Regions from separate parts of the Sus scrofa genome. Here region 1 is linked to region 2. A link is a contact called in public HiChIP or PLAC-seq data. All regions are on one chromosome and are shown on one strand. Each heading gives the region's core, a stretch centred on a gene start, on an enhancer-like site or on the middle of the called end of the contact. The rest is flanking DNA. Distances are from core to core; before and after follow the strand shown. Region 1 has its middle 150 kb from the start of NR2F2. Region 2 overlaps NR2F2 (nuclear receptor subfamily 2 group F member 2).

Region 1 (4,395 bases), core at 1,447-3,946, 170 kb after region 2:
ATATATTAAACTTTTGCTTCAGGAAGATTCAAAACTTGGTAACAGTAAGGTAGTAAAGTGTTGAAGTAAGAACTAGAGAGAGAGAAAATCCATCCACTCTACTTCTTTACAAATCTAGAAACAGTAAAGTTTCATGGAAGATGTGTGAAATACTTGTAAATCCTTAGTAGTGAGTAATTGCTAAGGGTAGAAAAAAAATGCATCTTTTTCTATTCACGGATACTTTTTCAAAAGGCTGCTATAATTTGCTAGTTCCTCCTGGGAGAGAAAAAAACCACCATCAACAAACCCCGTATAAATTCTGAGCAGTTTCCCAGTATTTTATCAACGGAACTGGAATCTCTTGGATGGATATATAACATTTTAGACTTGTCTAGATGGAGTCTTTTTGAGACTTTTAAACCCTCATCAGAGATAGTTTAAAAATTAAAATTGTCACTGTGCATTAATTTCCATCTTAAGGAAGATCAATTTCCTTTAAGTTGGTTTTCCCTTGGTCTCCTTAAGGCTGTTTATTTATTTATTTTTGTGATGTGGGTATCCTCTAACTCCTGGCATTTTTCCTTCTCTTCCCTCTGCCAGCTCCTTCCCATCTATTCCAGTTACTGGCTGTATTCTCTGCACATGTGTCCAAAGTCTGGGTCAAGTATGCATCAACACCTGTACCAGCTCAGTTCCTTCTCTTCCTGTCACCCTGTCCCAGCTGCTCCTCCCACTATCTCCCTTCCTAACTCCCCAACACCTGTACTTCCCTGCCCCCATCCCACCCCTTTTCTCGTTATCTTTGGCCCCAAAACTTGAAGTTCACCTTTCTCCTCCACTTTCCTCACTTATCCTTGGTAAGTTCTCAAGTCCTATAGATCCTACTTCTTTTATCTATTTGTTTCTTTTATGTAAGGTTCACATACTATAACTTTTCCTTCCCAGCTAGACTACATTGGCCCAAGGATTGGCACATGGTAAGTGTTCAGTTAACATCTCTTGAATGAGGGCATAAATGAGTGCGTTTCTTTGCCTACTACTGTATATTTCTTCACAAAAATTATCTCAGATCACAGTATTACAGGGCTCAGAAACTATCAGTTACTAGTTAACTCTCAAATTAAGTGTAAACTATTCTTTTCAAGATACCCATAATCTATTTTTTTCTGTTTTCACTAAACTCATAAACATCCTATGCTCAATCCAAAATATTGCTCAATTTCCCTGAAACTCTTCATATCTGTCTACCTCTCTATCTTAGGGTATCTTTATTTCTTCAACCAGAATATTCAATCTTCTTTCCAAGATCAATTTTTGCCAGGTTCCTAAAGCTCAACTCCATGGAGGTACTTTTGGTTCCATATGCCTTTCTCTCAGCTCAGTTGGATGTCTTCTCTCCCTTTGGGGTAGCATTTCTTTTATTTAGCCTGTATTATAGATATTTCTGTACTTGATTTATCCTTTCCTAATAGAAAGTAAACACTTAGGAGACAGTAGTTAAATCTTACTTCTTTTTCTGTGCCTGGATTCTCAATGCCTCATAAATAGTAAGTTCATAGTATACTATCATTAAATTACACTGATTTTTATTTCTTTCTTTTGTTGCAAGATTTTTTTCTTTCTTTTTTGATGCATGTTCAGCATTGTGTGTGTGTGTGTGTGTGTGTGTGTGTGTGTGGCTTCACTATTTGCTAGCCCAATTAATGTCTTTAGTCTTGAAATACACATTTGTTAATCATTATCTTAAAACTGTCTTCAAGATGAATGGAGATGTGGGAGAAAAACTTCAGTTCACTTTGGATTTACCCAACTTTCTGTTCTTTCCATGCCTCTTTTAATGTCTGGGAATTTGTTACTCTAAAGTTCCACTGCACAGGGCTGCCTGCAATTTGAGATGCAAACGCCCAACTCTGTGGGCCACTTTTTAGAAGCCTGTGGTCATTCGGGAAACAAAGGCACTCCTGTTTCCTCTTCTCAATAACAATTAAGACATCAGATTAATAGAATCCTTAAATTCTTGAATGATGCTTGCAGAATAGTTTGTGTTTGCGTTAACACAAAGGAATATTTTCCAAGCCATAAAGGTCACTGAAGAAATAAGAGAGAGGAAGCTTATGAATGGGGTACGCTGGTAGATTTTTGGAGAATGGCATGTGTCCTTCGCAGTATGTTCTGGTTTTGGAGCTGCTCGTCCTGGGAGTGCTCTGTGATTTACTCCGGAGAAGGATTTCCTGGGCCAGGAATCCCCTGTGTTTGAAGGAGCCTTCCTTCTGGAGGAGAGGAAATGGGGAGGGGGAGTGGGAGGGCGAAGTTTCTCTTCACTTCTAGGGTTTGCTTAATGAGTGTAATGTTGTTGCTAATGGGATTGAGTCACAATAGCTATCCCTAACCTTGTCACCAAGACCGGTCTTCTACATGCCCCTTTTTTCAATATTGTCTGCCTGGTAACTATGCAGAAGTCTGTTCTTCCAATTTTCTAAGTGGTAATCCTAGAATTATCTGGGCTCAGAAATAAATGAAGAACTCGTGTACAGGACTCAAATTTCCCTACAGGGGTTGTAACTGAAACAAGGATTAAGTAGCAGTACACAAAACCTCTTGAGCAATGGACAACGCATCAGTTGCTAAACATTTGAAGATCATAGAAGGCCCTCAGTGCTCTTCTTTCATAGAGCTTGAGATCAAGTTTGGGTAGGGAGTAAAAGAGCAAGGCAATTTAACTCCTTTAAAGGCTTGTTGGTTGGCAAGGACAGAGCTATATTTAGCTCTGTGAGGTTACTTCTGGAAGCTAAAACGACAGGCAATTAAGCGGTAAGAGAGTGTGTGTGTGTGTGTGTGTGTGTGTGTGTGTGTGTGAAGGAAGAGGGAAGGTTTGGGGAGATGACAATGTGGGTCATAGGAACAGGTCAGTTCAGGGAAAATAAGCTCATAACAGTGCGTACTGTCATGTGGATGAAAACAGTCCATGCTGTACATTGAGAACATTTGTTATGACATTTGTTGTGATACCACTGGGGCTTGAATGACTCTGAATTAGTTCATTTCTTATGCCCCAGCTCCCCTCCCCCATATAGTAATAATATTTATAAACCATTTGCCATTTATTGAGTACCTATTGTGTATCAAATACAATGCTTTACTTCTAGAAATGTCTTTTTTTTTTTTAATGGCTGCACATGGGGCATGTGGAAGTTCCCAGGCCAGGGACTGAATCTGAGCCACAGGTGCAACCCATACCACAGCTGTGGCAATGGTGGATCCTTTAACCCAGTGCTCCAGCTCTTAGATTCTTAATGCACTGGGCCATAGCAGGAAGTCCTAGTTGTTGTTTCTATTTTAATTGAAATACAGTTGATTCACAATATGTGTTAGTTTCAGGTATAAAACATACTGTTTCAGATATATGCTTTTTCATATAATAATTTTATATAATAATAATTTTCTCATAGATTATTACAAAATATTGAATATAGTTCCATGTGTTATACAGTGGGTCTTGGTGTTTATTTATTTTATGTATAGTAGTGTGCATATGTTAATCCCAAACTTCAAGTTTATGCCTACCCCCCTTTCCCTTCAGGTAACCGTGCATTTGTTTTCCATGTCTGTGGATCTCTATTTCTCTTTAGTAAATAAGTTCATTTGCATCTTGTTTTTGAATCCAAATAGAAGCAATATCATGATATTTGTCTTTGTTTGGCTTACTTCATTTAGTATGATAATGTCTAGGTTCATCCATGTAGTTGCAAATGGCATTATTTCATTCTTTATTATGGCTGTATAATATTCCATTATATATATGTACCACATCTTATTTATCCATTCCTCTGATGATGGACACTTAGGTTGCTTCCATGTCCTGGATATTGTAAATAGGGTGCAGGTATCTTTTTGAATTAACAGTTTTCTCTGGATATATGTCCAGGAGTGGGATTGCTGGAACATATGGTAATTCTATTTTCAGTTTTTCAAGGAACCTCCATACTGTTCTCCACAGTGGTTGAACCAATTTGCATTTCATTTTGACTACTGTGCTCTGAGTAGCAGCTAATAGGAGGGTTTTGCCCCAGGTCATATAGATACCAATGTTTCAGATACATTTGAATCTAGTTCTCTTTCTGACTATGCTTTTAGGTGCTTCTGTATCTTGCTTGCTCTACTATTCTCTGCTGCACTGGAGTTTCATGATTTTAAATTCATATATATGAAAGCACTTTGACTTTCTCAGAGAAGGACATTGAAATGAATATGTGTGTATATACATACACACACACACACACATATATATATATATATATACACACAGACATATATATAATTTACACCTAAATCTACATTTTATGTGTAGTGGTAGCCTTATAAAAGCAGTAATGAAGGACTCATTTATATTTTAATTAACATTCAGATCTCTTG
Region 2 (4,404 bases), core at 122-2,621:
GGTCTCCTTGCTGGGTTAGCACCTCGCTCAGATTTTGAGCAGGAGCCCAGGAGAGAAAGAGAGAGAAAGAAAGGGAGATAGATAGAAGTGAGGATGGAAATGTGGAGGGTGGGGGCAGTTCTCAGTCCTCTGGTTCACGCAGCAAAACTATTTCCCTGTCTTTCTTTGCTATACAAAAGATGGCTTTCCCCTAAACCAACACAGTAAGCAAACTTTAAAAAACTGGGGTCCTATTACAAACCAACGCCCAGCACTAACTGCTTTAAAATTACTGCATAATTAGATTTAGTTGAATTTCACCATTAATTAGGCAGCCGCACTGCAGGGAGCCTTTGAAATCTGAGAAAATGGGAAAAATCATCTGAAGCACGTTTTTTAAACCTAACTTCAATAAATCTCGACGAGGCCCGGAATTCAGAGAGAAACTCGCTCCCCTCCCAGGCGGCTGAGGGTAAGGGTCTCCAGGCCTGGGCCAGAGCTCGTATTGGACCGTAAGGGGCCATTCCCCCAGCGCCTGAGAGCTCGACCAGGGCCAAACCACTGTTTCCCCAGAGGCCCTCAGAAGACCCTCTCTGGGAGGTCAGGTCTGTTCCATGGCAGACCTCGCCTCCTCTCAAACCTATTAAAAGGGACCCCCGATGTAGAAGCGCTCCTATTAGGGGCGCCGTCCATGCCGCCTCACACATTTCTAGGACCTGCGACCCCCAGCCCGGAATCGGCCCTCGGCCCCTGCGCACCGGCAGTCAGCTCTCTGCCCCCCGCAAAGCCACCTTTCCCCTAACTTTGCCACGCAAGCAGCAAGTTGTGCCCACGTCCGGCGGGGATCGAAGCCCGGCCCCCACCCCTCAGCTCGGCGGGTGTGTGTAGGGGGTGGTCCCGGCACACCCCCTCCCCCTGCACGGCCCCTGCATTAATGAGCGCGAGAACTGACCGAGGTCTGTTAAATACTGGCCTCCCCCTCCCCTATACCATTCAAACATTTAAGATCTGTGGAGAATACAGACTTTTTCTAATTTGGTTCCTGTTGGGAGAGGAGACCTGAAATAAACTCTCCCTATTACAAGGGGGAGGGGGCGCAGAGATAAGGGGATACTGTATTACCAATATGTTCCCTACCAATTCTGCTGCTTTAATTACAGAATAATCGAGGACCGCACTCACTCGCCAGCTAGAGTTTAAAAGAGGGTTTTCTGCCTGCAGATGGAATGGCCTTTAGCCGCCCCCCCCCCTTTTCTTTTTGGTAACCAATGTGTTTTCTATTACCCGGCCCTGCCGTGCCTGGCAGCCCGGCGCTCGCGGTGCAGTGGGAGACGCCATGTTGGCTCAGCTCATAGGACCAAGTCAAAAGCGAGCTTCGAGGCAGAGTTTCACACGCTCGAGCTCCCCCTGACCGCCCCCCGCCTCCGCCCCCCGCCTGTCGCCGCTTCTTGCACATCCTAGGAGAGCAGCTCGGAGCGCCCGGCACCCCGGACTTTCCGGGGGCGCTGGCGGAATTCCGCCGCACGTAAGTGGGGGGCGGAGGCTGGGGGGCAGGCACTTTTCCTCAGCTGCTGCCAACTCCAGGCCCCGGTCCCTGCAGCCGGCCGGATGCTAACCCAGCCGTCTCCGCGGAACCAGCCCCGGACGTCTCCCGCTAACTTTGAGCCCCAGCCCCTGGCGGCCGGGAGAGAACTAATAGTGAAAGGCCGAGGCAGGGCGGCCGCGAGCCGAGCGAACAGGCTAGGAACCAGCCCCCCCCCCCCCCCGCCCCAGCTCAGTCATTCCCCAGGTTTGTTTGAAAGTGACGAGAAGCAGCGATCGCCCCTCTCTCTCTCTCCTCGGACTATTGTTGCATTTCGCGTCTAACTGGGTTCTCTCACACCCCCGAGCGCCAAGAGGAGGAGGGGGAGCGGGGTTGGGAAAAGAAATAAAGCGAGCTCAGATCAGATAGGGGGGAAAAAAAAACCCAGCAAGGAAAAAGAGACACTTAAAGGGAAAGAGTCGCCATGTTTAGCAGCTTTTTTAAAGATCTCGTCAATTTCACACAGAACGCACTCGCTGGGTCCCAGCCCTCGTCTTTTGTCCAATTCAGTCGAAGCAAAGATCTTTTGTTCTAACTCAGCGTGAAAAGAAAAACTTTCTTTAAATGCAATAAACTTAAACCAAACTCAAGACTCTAAACAGATCCTCCTCCGGCCACTCTAAACATATACAAGGGGTTTTGTTTTAACCGTTTGAAAAATTTTGGGTCCTGTTTTTCTGCCTCGCAGACCCCAAGCTCATTGCTGAAACTTAGAGTGAGAGAGAGATTTCCAACGTCTAGAACACATGCTTTAAGCAGAATAAAACAGGGACTGTCTTTTGCTTTGAAAATCATAAATTATAATTTAATGCCAATAATAATTTACAACAAATGGCTGTTTACAATAAACTAACACAAAACAAACAAGGAAAAGGGCCTGTGTTTTACTTATTAGAGAAACTTCACACACTCACATGGATAGCACTTGCAAGAGAAGAAAATAAACAACAAGCTACAAAACCTCAATCTAGAGGTCAGCGATGTTCTGCCATAAGAACATACTTATATTTATGTATGTATATATCTACAGAAAGAAGCTGAGGGTCAGATGGAGAACTCTGCTCAAATGCACAAATCAGACAGATTTTTCCGGTCTACATGTATTGACTGGAACTGAGTATCAAAGTTTAATACACTTTACAAAATGATCCTTTTCTTTCACATCCCCTTACCCACCCCCTTTTAAAATTAAACCACAACCATAGTGATGTATGATGGCGGTGGGGGTGCTGCAAAGCCTCAGTAAGAACAAAAATTGCAAGCTCCCACACACTGAGCTTCCTCTAAACCAGGAAAAGAGAAGGGGGGGGGGGAGAGACTCCAAAACAAAATAGTTACTACTTCCAAATCTGCACACCCTGTAAAGTTTCCTTCTTTCTTTCTCTTCTTTTTCTTAATTTGGCTTTTAAGGACAAAGGATCCCAAGAGCAGTACAGATTATATCTACACAATCTGAAATGTCAAAATGTCGATGTGTTTTTATGTACATAACTCCAATGGAAAAGATTCCCTTGACCTGTGGTCACGCTCTCACAGAATGAACTTGGGGGGGGGGCAGGCCAACTGCAAGTTATCATATATACATTAAAAATAAACCCTTCAGCCGCTCTAAGCTATATCACTGAATTTGAAATCCTCTCAACAACCACACTAGATGAGAACCACAGAATATTTTTAAAAATCACACTTACTTAAGGAAAAACTCATTGCAAACAACTGCCTTCTATTTACAAGGCTGTGATTAGCTTGCTTGAACGGGCTTTTGCGTAACTGTCAGAAATGTACAAAACAGTATTTTTTCCTGATCATAAAATAGATACTGATCTCAAGATTTCTAATACTTTTCACAATACCTTCCCTAAGCAGGCACTTAAGTGTGACAAATATAAGGGCCTTTTTTTTCCTGGAAAATCCATTTTTAATTAAAAGAAGGATTAGGTGAATGGGGGGTGGTTTACTATAACCGTATGGCACTTCCTAAACCATAGATAAACCATTAACTTCAGCTCCCCCCAACACACACACCCAAATTAAACAGGCAAATACACTAGTCTACCTTTGAACAAACTGGCTAAGGGGAGTAAACAAATAGAGCCCCAGGCCCAGCTTAGCGAGAGCTCACAGGGGCTTCTCCATGGAAAGACAGTGAGTGGGGACAGCCAAACAGGTTTCAGATATCAAATAATATTTTAATTTCTGAATACTTTCAATTTTCCTTGGAATATAACACACAAAGACTCGACCAAACAGTTCAGTTATTATAACTTTTACAGTATACAGAAATGTTGCACTTAAAAAAAAAAACCTTCAGTTTTTTTAAAACACAAACTGTAAACTCTAAGATACTGAATCAATCACGTTACCTATAAGTGCCAACAGTGTTATTTTGTCATGCTGATTTCAATGGTATTTTTTAAAAAGGGAAAATATCAACAATTATAATACAAAGGGTTTGCAAATATACAAACAGATATAGGATTTTCATAACAATTCAAGAACTAAGCGGGACCCAATTCAAATTACAAAAGTTCACTTTTTATTCAAAACCTCAGCATGTGTCTTGGACACATTCCTTGGCTGCCAATAAATTCCACAGTTCATTTCTCTTTCTTAAAATATTTTTAAAAAGCTAGGTTTGTCATGGTGTCTATTTTTTTTGGGGGGGGGCAGGGTAAGGGGAGTTAAGTGTTGTATGTGGTTCCTCCAGTTCTCAAATTAGAGTGCTCAACTTCACCTAAAATTTTTGGTCACCACTTGTAAGTGCGTTTCCATCATCTTTGAGTTGCCTTTTAAAGTTTTATGTCTTCCTATGATATTTTCATGGACTCAGTTTTAATTCTTGC

Evidence for each region. HiChIP or PLAC-seq counts read pairs in DNA pulled down with a chosen protein or histone mark.
Region 1: an H3K27ac HiChIP or PLAC-seq map of skeletal muscle shows a contact between it and region 2. The contact joins two enhancer-like sites. A contact is called at or near these places in 1 of 47 Hi-C or Micro-C datasets (embryonic fibroblasts) and 1 of 2 datasets of contacts at active chromatin or transcription factors (skeletal muscle).

The regions. Positions count from the first base shown.
Region 1 is chr7:83,238,090-83,242,484 of Sscrofa11.1, forward strand. No RefSeq gene overlaps it. Among named protein-coding and RNA genes, the nearest start is that of NR2F2, 150 kb to the left of the region's middle. Within about 2 kb of position 2,697, at least 5 of the 83 cell types and tissues checked have an H3K27ac peak or open chromatin away from gene starts, as enhancers often do. A contact at or near this core is called in skeletal muscle, where this site is marked.
Region 2 is chr7:83,073,775-83,078,178 of Sscrofa11.1, forward strand. NR2F2 (nuclear receptor subfamily 2 group F member 2) reads right to left here. Exons shown (of 3, transcript NM_001190253.1): 3 at 3,730-4,404. Among named protein-coding and RNA genes, the nearest start is that of NR2F2, 14 kb to the right of the region's middle. Within about 2 kb of position 1,372, at least 42 of the 83 cell types and tissues checked have an H3K27ac peak or open chromatin away from gene starts, as enhancers often do. A contact at or near this core is called in skeletal muscle, where this site is marked.